Regions from separate parts of the Sus scrofa genome. Here regions 2, 3 and 4 are each linked to region 1. The links are chromatin contacts, called in public Hi-C and promoter capture Hi-C maps. All regions are on one chromosome and are shown on one strand. The core of a region is the stretch at or near the end of the contact, and the rest is flanking DNA. Distances in the headings are between cores, read along the strand shown.

Region 1 (2,700 bases), core at 154-2,653:
AACTCCGATGCTGACGCTTCATTTGGGGATTGATGATTGCTCTCTAACCAGCCGCACGGGTTAACCATTTAGATCGCTCCTTGTTCCCAAGGCCCTTGCCTGAGACCTGCCTATGGGGCTGTTCCAACTTCTCTCAGATCCAACTTTGGCTCTTAAGGCATGAATCAGAGTCCTGGGCCCCTCATTCATCTGAAAGGAAAGGGGGGGTGGCAGGGTGTGTTGAGTTTGAGGTGCCTATAGGAAATGACTGGTTTTCATGCTGCTGAGAAGGATTGAAGCTGGAGATAAAAATCTGGGAGCCATTGCTCTGTTAGAGGTGGTGGTAGAAGCCATGAGTGGGTGAACAGCTTCAGAGAGAGCAAGGTGCATGAGAAGAGGATAAAGGATGAGGCCCTGAGCATCCAACAGGAAAGGATCAGGCAGAGGTGCCTGCAAAGTCTGAGGAACTGAAGAGATTCTAGCAAAACCAGGACAGAGGCTCCACCGAAACTGCGAAGAAACTCCGAAGCAGGGAGGAATCGACAGTATCACATACAGCTGAGGAGTCAAGTGAAAGGCATCTGAATTAGTCTCAACAACTGGGAAGCACTGGAGACCTCAGGGCGAGCTTGTTCAGCGGTCTGGTGGGAGCAGAAGCAAGTGAACCACATGCCCTGCTTAGAGGCACAGAGAACTCTGGCGACCAAAGAGGTGTCTCAGTAGACTGGCTACTGCTCACCACCTTCTGCTTCCATTTACAGCTCTCTTAGCTGATACACCCAAACACTCCTAGTCTGGATCAATACAATATTTAGGGATCTATTTTAGTGCCATCGACACTACTGCAAAAGTTCTTCTGGATTCATATACGGTGCTATCTCACAGTTAACCTTCAGGTTCTGAGTCTGCAAGTTCGTAAGCAGTTTAACTGAATCAGCATAATGTAAATTTGGCTTTGCATGGCAACGCTAGTCCCACACCGCTCATTCCACTGACTCGTGGTTGGGGTAGCAGCCTCACTCCACTTCCTACCACTGTCCCGGATTTTTCTTAGCTTGCCTAGCTTCACTCATTTGTTCACTCATTTTTGGCCCCTTCTCTCTCCCCTCAATGGCTTAATTGCTGAATAAAACATTTATTTCATACATTTATGCTACGTCAATTTAGCAAGCACTCTAGCCCACTGCCATCCCACAACCCCCGCAAGCAATCAGTTGGCTCGCAGGGCAGAGATGAGGCTCGCGCGCCCCCTGCTGGCTCTCCTGCGCGCTGCACCCTCCCTCCCTTCCGCCTGTCAGGAGCTCCAGAAGAGGCAGAGACGCGCGTGTCCGCGCAAGGCTTCCTGGGAACTGTCTGGGGGTGTACCTATTAGAACTACAAATCCCAGTACGCACCGCGCTTCAGCCACGAAGAGAGACCTTTCTGGTGACTCTGACTCTTATTTATCATTGCCTTCGGGAATGTTGCACAAGCCTGATTCCGTGTTCACAGAAGGTTTTGAGAGAACATGATAGCACTTCTGCCGCGTGTGCACGAACAGGCTTTCGCGACTTCTTTGGACTCGCCCGGTGTGGCGAATCTGCTGTTGCGTCTCGGTGGCTGTGCGCGCAAGGGCCCACGGGAAGCTTGTGGAATCGCCTGTGGGAAGAAGGACGCCAGGTTTCTTGGGCAGCTACTGTCATGGCGGCGACGGCCCCCAGTGCAGGGGTCTCTGCGCCTGAGGCGGCGGCTTCCACGGAAGCCCCTCTGCAGTACAGCCTTCTTCTGCAGCACCTGGTGGGTGACAAGCGTCAGCCCCGGGTCCTGGAGCCTGGGACCCTGGGCGGGATCCCGAGTCCCGCCAAGAGTGAGGAGCAGAAGATGATCGAGAGGGCGATGGAAAGCTGCGCCTTCAAGGCGGCGCTGGCCTGCGTGGGAGGTGAGGCGAGGTGAGGGGGGCCCTTGGGAGGCCGAGGGCTTGGGCGGCAGCAGGGTGCCCTGCCAAGAAGAACACGCTCCTGAGAGGCAAGGAGTCCGTGGGCCTCGACCTTGACCCACCCCCGCCTGGTTCAGTGAACTTGAGCAGTGCGTCCTTAGACCCTCTAGGCTTCCGTCTCTGGAAATTGGATCAGAGAACCGGCCCTAGATCAGGACCTGGGGGAGTAAGATGGTTGACCTCATTCATTCGTTCACACATTTCTTTGTTCATTCTCTTTTAATTAATCACTTTTCAACAGATTGTCACTGAGTAGCTATCACGTGCCCGGTGATGGAGAGACAAGAGCCTTGTTCTTCTGAAGCTAACCTCTTAATATACATAGAAAGAAAAATGTTGAGAAGGAGCCTGGAGGAGGGCCCTGCAGGGCAGGACACAGCACTTGCAAAGGTCTGGCTTGTAGTGGCTCGAGATTAGAAAAACAGAAAGGCCATTATGACTAGACAGCAGGGAATGGGGGCAGGAGGTGGGAAGAAATCTGGACTTTTTTTTTTTTTTTTAACCTCTTGAGCATTTGAGAATGTAGGTGTCTCTCCTCTATGCAAAGAGGCTGACCACATTTGCAGATGAGTTGAAATCTAATTGAGAATGAAAGGCAATTAAGAAGTGAAGGTCATAATTCCCTGGTGGCTCAGAAGATTAAGGATCTGGCGTTGTCACTGCTGTGGTGCAGGTTTGAGCCCTGGCCCAGGAATTTCTGCATGCCACGGGTGCAGCCAAAAAAGAAGAGAGAAGCAGAGAGAGAC
Region 2 (2,700 bases), core at 143-2,642, 240 kb before region 1:
ACTTGACAGAGTTAAGTTCCCCGTGTTCCAAGCCTCCGGGGAAGCTTTCTGGAGGTGCCTGCAACTTCCTGCGGGGGCGGAGTGGGGGGTGCCGGGAAAGAGCCAGATGATTAGGCAGTGCCCCACAGCTGCGAAAATAATGACTTTGAGATTCAGTATGTGGAGTCGAAGTCTGATGAGCTGTGTGATTTTGGCCTTGTTTGCCTTGCAAGTATGGGGCAGGAATTAAATACTAAAAGTGCTCTGCAAATTTAAGCTAGTAACACATGTAATATGAGGGTGTCTAGCCCTTATGCGCCACAAGAAAAAAAAGAGGTCAGGTCACCCTGTGGAACCAACTTTTCTTCTAGACACTTAAAACAATGAGATATTTGCAGCCAAAGAAGGAGCTGTTTTACCAGTTAAACATTATGAAACTCTTTGGCCCCAATGAGCTGCTGCTGCTGCTGCTTTTTTTAAAATCAAAACTGTAGTGAAGAAAAGATGGAAGCAATATAATTTCTAACAATAAAGGAAGTCTTAAAAGTACAAATTGGTTATATAATAGAATAGTATTGACTCAAAATCACAGTTTTAAAAATATTTAACTATGTGGAAACATGTGCATAATATATTTCAGGAAGCCAAAATGTATGGCATGGTCGCAGTTTGCGTGTGTGTGTGTGTGTGTGTGTGTGTGTGTTTTATGCCTAGAAAAATGACAGCAAGGAACTACAACTTTTCTGCATGTGATGGAACATATTTTTTGCATATTTTCCCCAAATGTCTACGAGCTCGTAGCACTCTTGTAATCAGAAATATGAATACCTTTTGGATTTCTCGTCAAGGCTCAGTGGTTAATGAGCCTGACTAGTATCCATGAGGACAAAGGTTTAATCCCTGGCCTTGCTCAGTGGGTTGAGGATCCAGTGTTGCTGTGAGTTGTGGTGTAGGTTGCAGACGTGGCTAGGATCTGCTGTTGCTGTGGCTCTGGCGTAGGCTGGCAGCTACAGCTCCGATTCGACCCATAGCCTGGGAACCTCCATATGCCATGGGTATGGCCCTAAAAAGACCAAAAAGAAAAAAGAAAAAGAAATGTAAATGCCTTTTTGAAAAAGAAAAAGAAATATAAATGCCTTTTTTAAAAAAGAAAAGAGAAGTTCCTGTCATGGCGCAGCAGAAACCAATCCGACTAGGAACCATGAGGTTGTGGGTTTGATCCCTGGCCTCACTCAGTGGATTAAGGATCCAGTGTTGCCGTGAGCTGTGGTGTAGGTCACAGACACGGCTCGGATCTGGCATTGCTGTGGCTCTGACATAGGCTGGCAGCAACAGCTCCGATTTGACCCCTAGCCTGGGAACCTCCATATGCTGCAGATGCGGCCCTAAAAAGACAAAAGACAAATAAATAAATAATAAATAAATAAAAATAAAAAAGAAAAGATAATTATCTATCTTGGATTTTTTAAAAATTTTTTATGGTAAGAAATATATACAGTAAAATTCACCCATTTAGCTTATAACATCTGAGTTGTAATAAATGCATATAGTCATTTAATCACCATCACCATCAAGTCCTAGGACAGTTTCACCATCCCCCCAATTCTCTCATGCCCCACCCCATCCCCTGGCAGCCACTGACCAGATTTCTGTCCTGATAGTTTGACTTTTCCAGAATGTTGTATAAATGGAATCATACAATATGTCTCCTTTTGAGTCTAGTTTCTTTCACTTATAAAGCAATTGCATTTCATCCCTTATTGTTGCAGTATCACTAGTTTATTTCTTCTTGCCGAGCGTATTCCTCTATCTGGATAAACCACAGTTTGTTTACCCATTCCCTGGTTGAAGGACATCTGGGCTGTTTCTAGTTTGGGGCAATTATGAATAAAGCTGCAATAAACATTCATGGGCAGGTGTTTGTATGAACATAAGTTTTCACTTCACTTGGTTAAATATCCAGAAGTGGGAGTGCTGGGTTGTATGGTAAGCCTGTATTTAATTTTATAAGAAACTGGTCAACTGTTTTCCAAAGCAGACTGTATCATTTTTGCATTCCATACCGGCAATATATGAGCATTCTGGTTGCTCATAGAGCTTATTTTTAATGATCATAATACCAACTCGTGTTTCCTAGCCCTGACCATATGCCAGGCACCATGCTAAGTATACATTGTCTCTCTTAATCCACATGGCAGTTCTGAGGTTGGTAGTTATGATTCTTCACAGACGAGAAAATGGAGATGTAGTTAAAAGCTAACAAAAACAGGGAGGTCCCGTCGTAATGAACCCAACGATCATCCATGAGGATGCAGGTTCCATCCCTGGCCTCTCTTAGTGGGTTAAGGACCTGGCTTTGCCGTGAGCTGTGGTGTAGGTTGCAGAGGTGGCTCGGATCCTGTGTTGCTGTGGCTGTGGTGTAGGCCGGCAGCTACAGCTCCAATTTGACTCCTAGCCTGGAAACCTCCATATGCCGCGGGTGCGGCCCTAAAAAGACCAAAAAAAAAAACAAAAACAAAAAAAAAACTAACAAAAACGTGCCCAAGTTCCCATAACGACCTCTTCCTGCCCTTCATTCATTCATCCAATAACATTAATGAATGTTCCTGCTGGTGACAGGCACTAATCCAGGTGCAGGGAATTTAGCAACAGACAAAATAGACCAAGTGCCTGCCTCCACAGAGCTATTTCCAGGTATGAAAAGAGTATTCATCAGATAAA
Region 3 (2,708 bases), core at 191-2,690, 160 kb before region 1:
AGCTACACGTCCCTCCCCATCCCCAAAAGGAAATGGATGGGGGCCAAATGCCAGGGCCTTGGTAAACTCAGGCAGCCCCGTGAGGACAGCAGGCCACACAGCCCAGGCTCAGCCCAGAGCGCCCCAGGAAGCCGGTGACCAGCCTGGGAGCAAACCCAGCAAGACCTGCCATGGGTCCTGCCATCTGTGAAAGGCATGAGTTGAGGCACAACCTCAAGATCCAGACTCTCCCATCAGCACCTGGATGGATGGACACCTTGACAAAGTTTCAGCGCTTCTGCAAGGCCTCTGTCAGGATGCTGGCCCACACCGGAAGCCAAGGATGCTCAGGCCCAGCTCCCAAGACGCTCAGAGGATGCATCAGAAATACCAGAGGAGGGAGTTCCCTTTGTGGCTCAGAGGTTAATGAAGCCAACAAGGATCCATGAGGACGTGGGTTCGATCTCTGGCTTCGCTCAGTGGGTTAAGGATCTGCTGTTGCTATGAGCTGTGGCGTAGGTTGCAGACACGGCTCAGATCCTGCATTTCTGTGGCTGTGGTGTAGACCAGCAGCTGCTCCGATTTGACGCCTACCCTGGGAACTTCCATATGCTGCAGGTGTGACCTTAAAAAGCAAAAAAAAAAAAAAGGAAGAAAGAAATACCAGAGGCCAACGTGCCTCTGGGACTTCTCTTCCAGTCCAGCTTAAATGTCACCATTGCACTGATCTCCCCTTAAGTAAAATTTTCAAAAAGCCCTGAAGTCCAAAGAGCCAAGTTCAAGGACCACAGCCTGGTGCTCAAGGCCCTCTGAGATGTGGCGTGACCAGACTTATTACCCATTCTGCCCCACAGTACACCTGGGGCATCCTACTCTGTCCTTTGCCCTGGAATGTCCCAAACCTTCTACCTCAACTCCATCCATTCTGGGAGGCCCTGCTCTCCAGGGACCTCTTCCAGGAAGCCTTCCTGGCTTGAGAGCTCCATGCCAGAGTCTCCCGTGAACTCTGATTATTCCATTGTTCCATTTCATTAAATGCTGCCTTGAGAAGGATGCTGTGGGGCTCTTCACACTCTCGTTTCACTGTGCTGTAGTGCATCTCTGGCTTGACAGGGCCAGACGCGGACAGAGCAAGGTGGGCCGGCAAGGTCGGGCAGGCTGCTTGCAGGAGTGAGTCCTAAGGCTGAGCCAAAGAGGCCAGGGATCAAGCGAGCAGTCGGCACAAAACACTGCGCCAGGGAGAGAACCTGCAAGTGAGGAAACAGAAGGCGGGGAGCCGGGAAAGCAGGTAGGTTCAAGTTCAAGAGAGACTAGTACAGACAGCTGGCAGTGTGCACCATGCAGCCAGTGGACCAGGAGCCACAGGCCAGGCCAAGCAGGGCTGGGCTGCAGAGGGCACTTGCTGGCTGGAGCTGGGTTCTGTTGTGTGGCTGCTGGGCTGCTGCTTGCCTGGGCGTGGGCCTTTCCAGATCAGCTTTCTGATCCTCAGCTGGGGGGCGCCTTGACGTCAGGAACCACACTGCCAGGGCCTTAAGAGACTGAGCCAAATGAATGTGTCTCTGAAAAACTCTCCATTTTCTTCCTGCTCAGCTGTGGTTGCCACGTCCTGGCTGTCTGGGCCACACCTAACAACTGTGGCTTCTACCACTGTAATATTTACATGTTAATGGCTAGAGAATCCAAAAGGAGAGTTCCCTTCTCTGCTCTCTGAAGGCAGACAGAAGGGATCGATTTAATTTTTTTGCACCCTGGCAACGTTTGACAGGACATCCTCCAGCCTCAGCTCTGTGTCCAAAACTTGGGTGGAACCTTGCAGGGCTGGGACTTCTCCTTAGGAGATTGCTCTTCTGTGCCCACCCTGCTACCAAGGGCCTTGAGAAGCATCTCACGGAGCACTGGGTGCGTAGAGACCACCCCCCCTCCTATTCTGAAACTGGCTCTGCATGGTACCGACCATCCTTGGGTAACGTATTAATTTCAGGTGACCTCAGGGCCTTAGCACTGACCACCAAGAATACAACCTGCACCTCGCTGGCCTCCACATCTGAGAAAGGGCAACAGCCTCCCTCAGAGATGAAAAAAGGTTGTGCTTCATTGAGGACATGTGCTTGGGAAGAAGACGCCTCCATATAGAGAGACAGCCTGACAGCAGAGTGGCCGGGGGAAGCCCAGCACCTAGCTCTACCTTCGGGGACAAATCCAATCTTTCTCAGTCCTCGTACAAAATGGCACTTATTTGACCAACACCTTTTATTTTCATTTTTATTTTTATTTTTTGCCCATGTGTGTAGCCTGTGGAAGTTCCCAGGCCAGGGACTGAACCCATGCCACTACAGCAACAACACCTGATCCTTAACCTGCTGAGCCATAAGGGAACTCCTGGCCCATACTTTTTAGGTCTTCAAAAGACAGCATACTCCTTTAGTTATTTCTCAATGTAAATCTCCCTCTGTCCACTCAAGGGCAGCACTGGGACACCGTTCTGGTTTCTTTCTTCCCGCTGAGCTCCGTGTACCGTATTGGTGGTTAGATGGAGCTCAAGAAATAGAATCTTAGGCATTTAAATCTACTCCACCTTTCTTCCAAAAAAGATTTGAGGCAGCTTGAAAAGTGCATGATGTAGGAATTCCCTGGTAGCCTAGCGGTTAAAGATCCAACGTTGTCACTGCTGTGGCTCGGGTTTGATCCCCTGGCCAGGGAACTTCCACATACTGCAGGCGTAACGCAAA
Region 4 (2,700 bases), core at 73-2,572, 180 kb before region 1:
AAGTCCAAATGCAGTGGCTTGGGTCACTGTGGAGGTGGGGGATCAATCCCCTGCCCGGCAGAGTGAGTTAAAGGCTCGGACTCAATCCCTGGCCAAGGAACTTCCATATGCCACAGGTGGGGCCATAAAAAGAAAAAAAAAAAAAAAAAAAAGAAAGAAAAGAAAATGAGAACTCCTTTAAGGAATAATTTCAATGAACCCAGAACCCATCTTCCCATACACAGAAAAGCACTAAAACCATCAACTTGAGTTGTCCGTTTCTGTGACTAGCAGTATTCTTTTGATGTTCGACTACCTAATTTTGGGTCCCCCCCCAGTAAAAAAATCTCATATATATTCTAGCTCCTCTCCCACCCCTTCAGAACAGTTCCTCAGTTATCTGAGAGGCTGTCTTCCAAGCTATAGTCCTCAGTCAGGTCCCCAAATAAAACTTAATTCAAAAACTTTAGGTCGTGCGTTTTTCTTTCCACTGATAACATCTAAAATCCCTGCTTATCGGGAGCTTCCCCATGGCTTCCACCTGCCCTAGCCACTCAGGCGATCCCTGCAGAATCAATCGCAGCTGCTCAGAGCTGGAGACAACCCACTTCCAGGTATTGCAGAGGAGAATGGGTTCTGACTTCACACTTAGATCTGGACTCTTGGGAGGAATGTTGGAGCATTCACTCAGATAAACTGAGTGGGTGACCATTCAAAAGAGACCATTCAAACCAGCCCCCAAAGAAGCTGAACTCTGAATATGCTGATATCTAAGCCGAAAGGGTCCAAACTAGGAGAGTTCACTGCAAGGGGTATTATATAACTTTTTGTTTACTTTCTTTTCCAATAGATTGGAAGCGTCAGGAAAAAACATCTGTGAATAAGCTTAAATGAAAGACGTGTGCGGGCACACAGCCGCTGACTAATAAGTGTAAGCCCGCTTTCAAAGTTCTTCTAACTCAAGCCGCCACTCGCGATGCTTCCAGAAGCTGAGGCCCACAGAGCCAAAGGGAAGTCTCGGGGCTAAGGTCCGGAACCTGGGTTCCGGCTGAAATTCACATGACACCGGTGTCTCCCCTCGCCCGATCGGGTGGGGCTCAGCCACCCGCACCCTTCTCGCACGCCAGCCCCTCTCGGCCCCATCTGCACCTTCATCCCCAGGACATCACGATAGAAATATGCAGTCTGGAAGCGGTTTCCCACTTTGAACACGAAGTGCAGAGCTCTGCGAGTCGCCATGACCGCGGACACCACCCACCTCTCACGCTTACGGCGCCGCACCGCCCACGGATGACGCAGCTGCCGGTGACGTCACTAGCCGCCGCCGGCGCGCTTTCAAGACGAAGCCCAAGGTGCGGGGCAAGATGGCGGCGCTGGTGCAGCGCGTGGGTTGGGCCACGCGAACATTGCTGCTGGTAACGCGAGCTCGGGACCTCGGCGCGCGGCGCGGGGTCCGGGCGCTGCGGCGGAGCCCGGTGAAAGTGCTGTTTCCATCTGGTCAGGCCGTGGAGCGGAAGCCCGGGCCCGGGAAGCAGCCCCGGAAGGCGGCTGCGGAGGCCAGTTCCCGCGAGCAGCGACTGAATCAGCCGCTTCAGGTTCCCGCATCCCAGACGCCCAGCACCTGGGAAGAGTCGGGGCTTCGCTACGATAAGGCTTTCCCCGGGGACAAAAGGCTGAGGTGATGTGTTCCTGAGGCTTGTCGAATATTCTTGTTTCTCTTCCCTTCTCACAGCGAGGCATTGACCTCTTTCCTCCGGTTGGAGGACTTTTTGAAGCACAACTGCTGGTTTTTGTTCTGCGTGGAAGGCAGAATTAAGTGTCTTTCTGGAATTCTAGTTCATTTGTTCCTTTTTCTGTGAAGGGCTTTATGTCTGTTAGAATTAGATGTGTCTCCGTAACGAGCATGTTGGTAATTACCTGTCTTTTTGTTTCCACCCACAGTAGTGTGATGACAATAGTTAAATCCAGGCCATTTCGGGAAAAGCAAGGGAAGATCCTGCTGGAAGGTCGTAGGCTGATTGCAGACGCTCTCAAGGCTGGTGCTGTGCCAAAAATTTTCTTCTTCAGCCGTCTAGAATACATAAAGGAGCTACCCATTGAGAAACTTAAAGGTGTTAGCCTCATTAAGGTGAAGTTTGAGGATATCAAGGATTGGTCCGACCTAGTAACACCACAAGGAATCATGGGTCAGTGGTTATCCAGTGTGTCTCTAGTAAGTAGAGACCCAGGGATATGTGTTCCTAGTTGTCTCAGCGCAACAGAGTTTATTTAAACCGAATTCAAAGTATCACTGTGCTTAACCTTTTTGTTAAGACACCCAGAAAAATATAGTTCTCAAATCTGTGCATCTTGTATTTTCAGTGGAAACTGAAACCAGTTTTATGTCATTTGTGTCATGAGTTTTTTATGGTCCCTAGGAATAATCACTGTCCTTCAGACCTTATTTTTTGCGGGGGGGGGGGTCACTTTTTCAATCTTTAATGTCCAGTTAAAAATTGAGAAAATGTTTATTAAAAAGATTTACTTGGAGTTTGCATTGTGGCTCAGTGGTTAACGAATTCACCTAGGAACCATGAGGTTTTGGGTTTGATCCCTTGCCTTGCTCAGTGGGTTAAGGATCCGGCGTTGTCGTGAGTTGTGGTGTAGGTTGCAGACGCAGCTTGGATCCCGCGTTGCTGTGGCTCTGGCGTAGACCAGCAGCTACAGCTCCGATTCGACCCC

Evidence for each region. Promoter capture Hi-C pulls out the DNA fragments that hold promoters and counts their contacts. A called contact is a pair of places that touch in the nucleus more often than the background predicts.
Region 2: a contact with region 1 is called in a promoter capture Hi-C map of liver, with 7 times the contacts expected there. The contact joins the promoter of VPS53 here to the promoter of TIMM22 in region 1. A contact is called at or near these places in 2 of 5 promoter capture datasets (fetal liver and liver), 9 of 47 Hi-C or Micro-C datasets (embryonic fibroblasts, epiblast stem cells, fibroblasts and 3 more) and 2 of 2 datasets of contacts at active chromatin or transcription factors (alveolar macrophages and skeletal muscle).
Region 3: a Hi-C map of retroperitoneal adipose tissue shows a contact between it and region 1, with 3 times the contacts expected there. The contact joins the enhancer-like site here to the promoter of TIMM22 in region 1. A contact is called at or near these places in 4 of 5 promoter capture datasets (fetal skeletal muscle, liver and skeletal muscle), 22 of 47 Hi-C or Micro-C datasets (blood, brain, embryonic fibroblasts and 11 more) and 2 of 2 datasets of contacts at active chromatin or transcription factors (alveolar macrophages and skeletal muscle).
Region 4: a contact with region 1 is called in a promoter capture Hi-C map of fetal liver, with 6 times the contacts expected there. The contact joins the promoter of MRM3 here to the promoter of TIMM22 in region 1. A contact is called at or near these places in 5 of 5 promoter capture datasets (fetal liver, fetal skeletal muscle, liver and 1 more), 33 of 47 Hi-C or Micro-C datasets (adipocytes, adipose tissue, alveolar macrophages and 18 more) and 2 of 2 datasets of contacts at active chromatin or transcription factors (alveolar macrophages and skeletal muscle).

Annotation. Positions count from the first base shown.
Region 1 is chr12:46,901,913-46,904,612 of Sscrofa11.1, reverse strand. It overlaps TIMM22 (mitochondrial import inner membrane translocase subunit Tim22), which reads left to right and starts at 1,403. Exons shown (of 5, transcript XM_021067526.1): 1 at 1,403-1,897. The coding sequence starts at 1,660.
Region 2 is chr12:47,140,441-47,143,140 of Sscrofa11.1, reverse strand. VPS53 (vacuolar protein sorting-associated protein 53 homolog) reads right to left here and starts at 1,392. Exons shown (of 22, transcript XM_003131813.4): 1 at 1-1,392.
Region 3 is chr12:47,060,288-47,062,995 of Sscrofa11.1, reverse strand. The region is part of intron 5 of NXN (nucleoredoxin); the gene reads right to left. Among named protein-coding and RNA genes, the nearest start is that of MRM3, 26 kb to the left of the region's middle. Within about 2 kb of position 1,440, at least 6 of the 83 cell types and tissues checked have an H3K27ac peak or open chromatin away from gene starts, as enhancers often do. A contact at or near this core is called in embryonic fibroblasts and retroperitoneal adipose tissue, where this site is marked.
Region 4 is chr12:47,086,015-47,088,714 of Sscrofa11.1, reverse strand. MRM3 (rRNA methyltransferase 3, mitochondrial) reads left to right here and starts at 1,322. Exons shown (of 4, transcript XM_021067529.1): 1 at 1,322-1,657; 2 at 1,921-2,107. GLOD4 (glyoxalase domain-containing protein 4) reads right to left here and starts at 1,284. Exons shown (of 10, transcript XM_003131815.5): 1 at 1,129-1,284. The coding sequence starts at 1,218.